Linked DNA regions of Callithrix jacchus: region 1 is linked to region 2. The links are chromatin contacts, called in public Hi-C maps. All regions are on one chromosome and are shown on one strand. The core of a region is the stretch at or near the end of the contact, and the rest is flanking DNA. Distances in the headings are between cores, read along the strand shown.

Region 1 (2,781 bases), core at 161-2,660, 53 kb before region 2:
CCAGGGCTCTCCACCTAATGGGGAAGGAAAGGTGTGATGTCCCAAGGGGCTGTTGGTGGCAGTCACCAGAGGCTGCTATGGAGGGAGACTGGTTCAGGTTGGGGACAGAGAGGGACATGCCTCTCATTTACTTTTTATTTATTTATGTATTTATTTTTGAGACAGATTGTCACTCTTATTGCCCAGACTAGAGTGCAATGGTACAGTCTCGGCTCATGGCAATCTCCACCTCCGAGGTTCAAGCGATTCTCCAGCCTCGGCCTCCCGAGTAACTGGGATTACAGGCATGTACCACCATGCCCCACTAATTCTGTATTTTTAGTAGAGACAGGATTTCTCCATGTTCGTCAGGCTGGTCTTGAACTCCCAACCCCAGGTGATCCACCTGCCTCGACTTCCCAAAGTGCTGAGATTACACGTGTGAGCCACCTCGCCCCGACATCCTCTCGGAAATGGCCCATAAATGGCAGAACCCAGTGCTGGGCGATGGGGAGGTAAAGTGAGACAGAGAACAAGATATGTTTGCAGTGAGTCAGGGTGTCAGGGAGGGGTGGTGGTTCTGGCAGAGAAGGGGAGGGAACATCCTGCTGCACTCTCAGAAGCCCCTGCCCTCTGAGGACTGTTTATTTCCATCATCATCCCCCGGACATGCATTCATTCAGCAAATCCTTACCAGAGTTTGAATTTGACTCATAGATACCATAAGTGGAGATAATCGTTTTCCTCACCTCCACTCTTTGAGGAATAAATGAGATCATTCAACTAAAGCCATGGGCACAGTGCCTGGCCTGTGGCCTGCCCTCCACAAATGTCATTATCATGTGTTGGGACTAAAGCAGTGGACCCAGTCCCGGCCCACAGCAAACTCTCACAGCCTTGGATAAGGGCACAGAGGAGACACATAAATGACAAGGTAAGTTAGCGCAGTGATGGAGACACAGAAGGGGCTGATGGACCTGGACTGAGGTACTCCAGGAGGGCTTCCAGGAGGAGGTGATATCTCAGAGGAGGTTTAGGGATGATAAGAGTCAGCCCAGTGCAGGAAGAGGCAGGGAGACGACTCCCGGCAGCAGCCCAGTGTCCCCGCGTGAGTCCCGTGCCGAGTGGGATGGTAGTGTAGATACGACATCAGTGTGTGAGATGGGACTGGGAGGATAAAGAACAGATCAAGGTTTCAGAACAGCGCCGCTGGGTGAAGGGACTGGCGGGGAATCTGGAGGCCACTGAGGATGCCGCTGCGGGCCCTTGCTCCAGCAGTCCTGCCTCACTGGGACTCTCCTGGAACAGAACTCTTTTCTCTCACCTTTGGCCATTCTGTTCCCTCCACCGAGCCCTTCGCGCGGCTGATCTTCCGGACTGATGGTGGTCACCGTCCGATAATGGTTGTGTTCTCTCACAGGCCCGAGGAGACGTCCTCTGCCCGGAGAGAAGCGGGGCGCGGCGTCATCATGCACAGTGGTATCGCGTCCGTCGCGCGTCCCCGGAGCCGCCCGTGAGCCGGTCCGCGAGTTCAAGCCCAGGGTCCGCCCGGCCGCACCATGAGCCACGGGCCGAGCCCCCGGCTGGCCGAGTCTCCTCAGCTGTCCAAGGGCAGCCTCCTGACCATCCTGGGCAGCCCGTCGCCAGAGCGCATGGGGCCTGCCGACTCGCTGCCGCCCACGCCGCCCAGCGGCACGCCCTCGCCAGGGCCGCCGCCCGCGCTGCCCCTGCCCCCCGCGCCCCCGCTGCTGGCCGACGGCGACTGGGAGAGCCGCGAGGAGCTGCGGCTGCGGGAGCTGGAGGAGGCGCGGGCGCGGGCGGCGCAGATGGAGAAGACAATGCGCTGGTGGTCGGACTGCACGGCCAACTGGCGCGAGAAGTGGAGCAAGGTGCGCGCCGAGCGCAACCGCGCGCGCGAGGAGGTGCGCCAGCTGCGCCAGCGCCTGGACGCGCTAACCAAGGAGCTGGCAGGCGCGCGGCGCGAGCGCCAGGAGGCGCAGGGCGAGTGCGAGGCACGGGGCCGCGAGCTGGCGCGGCTGCGGGGCGCCCGGGGCACCGCCGACCACACGCGCGAAGGCCCTGAGCCGGAGGCGGAGCGCGAGCCTGTGCGCGACGTGGGATCGGAGAGGCCGCCGGGCAGCCAGGTGCGCGGCGGGGGCGGGGCGTTCGCGCTCCTGTCTCCCAAGTTGGGGGAGCTGATTGGCTGAGCTGAATTGGGGCTGCTGGGCTCAGACAGGAGCCAGTCAAGGCTTGGCTTCCTGGTGGTTTCACTTCTCCAGGTCGGGCTCTACCTCCGTGGGGCTTCAGACTTCCTTCCGGAGACCTCAGGGTGGAGAATCCCAAGTTCTGTGATCCCTCCACTCCCACAACTGAGAAGTCAACATAACCAAGGAATCATCCCTTTGAGCAGGAGAGGGATGCAGCAGCTTGCCTGGAAGTTAGCTGATTTGTAGCAGAGCTGAATCCATTCATTCAATCAGAGCTGAGCGGTGGGGGAATCGGGGCACTAGGATCACACAGGAAGTCCCTGACACAGGCTTCACAGAAGCTTTTCTGGAAGAGATCACATTCAAGCTGAGACTAGGATGATGAGTAGGAATTAGCCGTGAAAAGTGCCAGGAGGGCAGGACAAGGCGGTTCGTACCTGGAGTACCAGCTACTTAGGAGGCTGTAGCTGCGGCAGGAGGGATCTCTTGAGCCCACGAGGTCAAGGTTGCAGTGAACTATGATTACACTGCTGCACTCCAGCCTGGGCAACAAACTCTATCTCTAGAAAATAAAAATTAAGACAAAAAGTGCCCA
Region 2 (3,079 bases), core at 276-2,775:
GCACCCTGTCCCACCCCCTTAGACCCCCAACTGGTGAAGATCTCCCCAGAAGGCAGGAGCAGAGGCCCCGGGGATCAACTTAATGATCTCGGCCAGGCTGAGAGCTGCCTCTATTCCTCTGCCAAGCCCCCCTGCCAAAGACAGGTCTGGCAGCTGCCCCTTCCCCTGTAGGAAGGACAGCCCTGGTGATGGAGGTCACCCAAGTCTCCTGTTTGACCCAGGACTCCTATCCTCTCTCCCTTCTCTCTCCCATTCCCTTAAAGGCGCAGGTAGGTTCAGGCTGCTCAAGGCTTCCTGGTTCAGCCTGAGTAGGGTGGGGGGATGCTGCCGGGCTTCCCTACCTGGGTACCAGACAGAGCAGGGCTGGCCTTGGAAAGGGTGGTTCTGGCCCCACCTCCCCTCCTGTGCCTCCCTGCCCTGGGGCTCAACCTAGTTGAGACTGGGCCCTGGCAGCCATTGGCTACTTTGCTCTTTACTCTTCCTCTGAAAGAGGGATCAGCCCACTGACTTGGAGCACAGAACAAAGAGAAGCTGAGGCCGAGGCAGGGAGCCCAAGGAAGCGGAGGCCTAGCTTCTAACATCACTGCTCATTCCTTTGGCCCCAGACTTAGCAGGTCCCCAGGTGGGCTGAGGCCTTGCCCAGGGCAGAGCATGCCAAGAAGGCACCAGCTACAGGGCAACCACTCATGCTCAGTATCAAACCTGTTCCCAAGGGAGACTGAGTGGCTGACAGGTGGGCACAGCCCGGATGGGGGGGTGGGGCGTGGCCAGGTCCTCTCCATGCAGGGAATTCTCTTCCCTCTGAAGACAGGAGCCTCACTTCCCCTGGTGTGAGAGGCTGCAGCAGCCATTCTCATCTCAGCCTACAGAGGCGAGGGGGAGGGGCTGAAAGAGATCAGGAGCTGGCTCTCCTACCTGCCAGGGCCTTTCTCCTGTGGCAGAGCTGTGGCAGAGTGTTTCTGAAGCACTGATCAAAGCCCTGTGCGAAGTGGGAAGGAGGGCTCTTGAGCACGTGGCTCCCTGGGGCTGTGAATGTGTATCCTGTAACCAGGCAACCGACGTGCCAGGCCCCCAGGCCTTCTGCCCCTGATGCTGTGGGCTGCCTGGAGCCCACCCTGGCAGGGTGTATCTGGGTTGGCAGCATCCATCCATTCATCCATCCATTCATTCGCAGTTCCTTCATGTGGTCATTCACTTGCTTACCACGGCTGTTAATGAGGCTACCAGGGTTTGAGTGAGGATTCTGAAGATAAAATTCAGCGTCTGTCTTAAAGGAGCACTGCAGCTGAGAGCTGAGGGCCGCTGAGGTTTAGGTGGATAGAACAGGGGCCAAGCCAGGTCAGGGGTGCAGGAGTAGATATGCCTCCTAGGGTACCAGCGAGGAGCCAGGAATGGCCTGGCTCTGAGGGGCATCTTGAAATGGGGGCTGCCTAGGACTACTGCACCCTGGGACCTTGCCTGCCAAGGACCTAGTGCACCCATGACACAGTAGGGCTGAGGAGGGGATGGGGCCCAGAGGTCTCCTGGCCTCCTCTGCCATGCTCTCGGCTGCCACTGTCTCCCTGCTGTTTCCAGTAAGAGGAACACCAGAGATGCCCGGAGAATGGGCTCTGCCAGGCTTCTGGAATGCCCGCTGGAAGGAGTAGGTAAACCCCAACCACAGACTTTGGGCAGAAAAGAGCCTAGGCGGGAGGGAGGGGCTGTGCAAGGGCAGCTGAGGTGGCTGGCTAGGGCCAAACCCTCTGCACCGTGAATGATAGGCCCGTCTGTCCCTTCAGTCCTAGGGTGGCCACTCCCCTCCCCTCCCCACTACTCCTCACCCCACGGGAGGAATCCGTGAAGCTACAGAGAACATAGGTGGTTTAAGATACAGGGGTCTTGGCAGTGGCCCGGACAAGGAGGGAAGGCACCATGCTGTGGGAGGAGCCCCAGATTCCCAGCTCCGCCCCTTAACCTCGAACAGCCTTGGGTTCCCAGATGGAACAGGGCCCCTTACACTCCAGGGTTGGTAAGTGAATGAAGAGTGGAAGCTCCCAGAGACAAGAGTGAGTGTTACCTATGTAAAGAGCTCTCACCTGACTCAGAGAACTAGGGGCTCAGGGATGTGCAGGTTGGCAGGGGGCGAGGATCCAATCCCTGTTCCCAGGAGGCCCCTCTGTGGTGGCTGGCACTGCCTGAGCCCTGGCCAGATCCTACAGTGGGCTGTGAGGGTCGGCTCTGGATCTAGACAGCCTGCTGCAAATACCAGCATCACCATTCCTTAGCGTTTTGATGCCTCACTTTCCCATCTATAAAATGGGGATGATAACAGGAGTGGCCCTGAGACTGTGCAGAGTGTTAGTAACAGTGTGTGAGCAGGAAGCACTCAATGAACGTTGGCAACTCTCACTAAACTCAGCGGTGCACACACTCAGGCTGGGGCTTCAGGGAACCCTGCGCAGCACTGCCCCCTGTGGCAGGCAGGGGTGGCTGCAGGGCCGTGCTGGCAGGGTGGGAGTGGTCCAGGGAGGTCGGCTCATGTCATCTTGCCCCACAGATCTACCGGAGGTGCTGGCTGGTGTTCCGGAAATCCTCCAGCAAGGGGCCCCAGCGGCTGGAAAAGTATCCGGATGAGAAGTCGGTGTGCCTCCGGGGCTGCCCCAAGGTTAGGAGGCCTGGGCCCTAGCTCCCCCAACCTGTAAGCAAAGGCGGTCTGCTGAGGCCTGAGGTCTGCACACCCTCCTGGGGGTGGCAGAGCTGTGGGGGATGCAGAGAGAGGCGCCCGCCTGGCTAAGTCCCTTGTGGATGCTGTCCCAGGTGACAGAGATCAGCAACGTCAAGTGCGTCACGCGGCTCCCCAAGGAGACCAAAAGGCAGGCAGTGGCCATCATATTCACTGACGACTCGGCACGCACCTTCACCTGTGACTCAGGTGAGGCGCTGAGTGCAGGCCTCCATCTGCCTCCCCTGGGGTGGCTGTGGTCAGAGGTCTAGCCAGGAGCAGGCAGAGCAGGGCTAACCCTGGGTGGAGATGGTGGTGGTGTGTGTGTGGGGTTGGGGGATGCTTTGAGGGAGCAGGCCCCCAGGGGTGAGGCGGGAT

The links. Hi-C and Micro-C count contacts between places; a contact is called where the count stands out from the background.
Region 1: a contact with region 2 is called in a Hi-C map of skeletal muscle, with 4 times the contacts expected there. The contact joins the promoter of ADGRG5 here to the enhancer-like site in region 2. A contact is called at or near these places in 3 of 3 Hi-C or Micro-C datasets (induced pluripotent stem cells and skeletal muscle).

What each region holds. Positions count from the first base shown.
Region 1 is chr20:15,408,117-15,410,897 of calJac240_pri, reverse strand. It overlaps ADGRG5 (adhesion G protein-coupled receptor G5), which reads right to left and starts at 1,410. Exons shown (of 13, transcript XR_004737308.3): 1 at 1,304-1,410. It overlaps CCDC102A (coiled-coil domain containing 102A), which reads left to right. Exons shown (of 9, transcript XM_054248447.2): 2 at 1,400-2,123. The coding sequence starts at 1,539.
Region 2 is chr20:15,354,812-15,357,890 of calJac240_pri, reverse strand. DOK4 (docking protein 4) reads left to right here. Exons shown (of 9, transcript XM_054248620.2): 3 at 2,537-2,644; 4 at 2,797-2,911. Among named protein-coding and RNA genes, the nearest start is that of DOK4, 8.9 kb to the left of the region's middle. Within about 2 kb of position 1,525, at least 5 of the 16 cell types and tissues checked have an H3K27ac peak or open chromatin away from gene starts, as enhancers often do.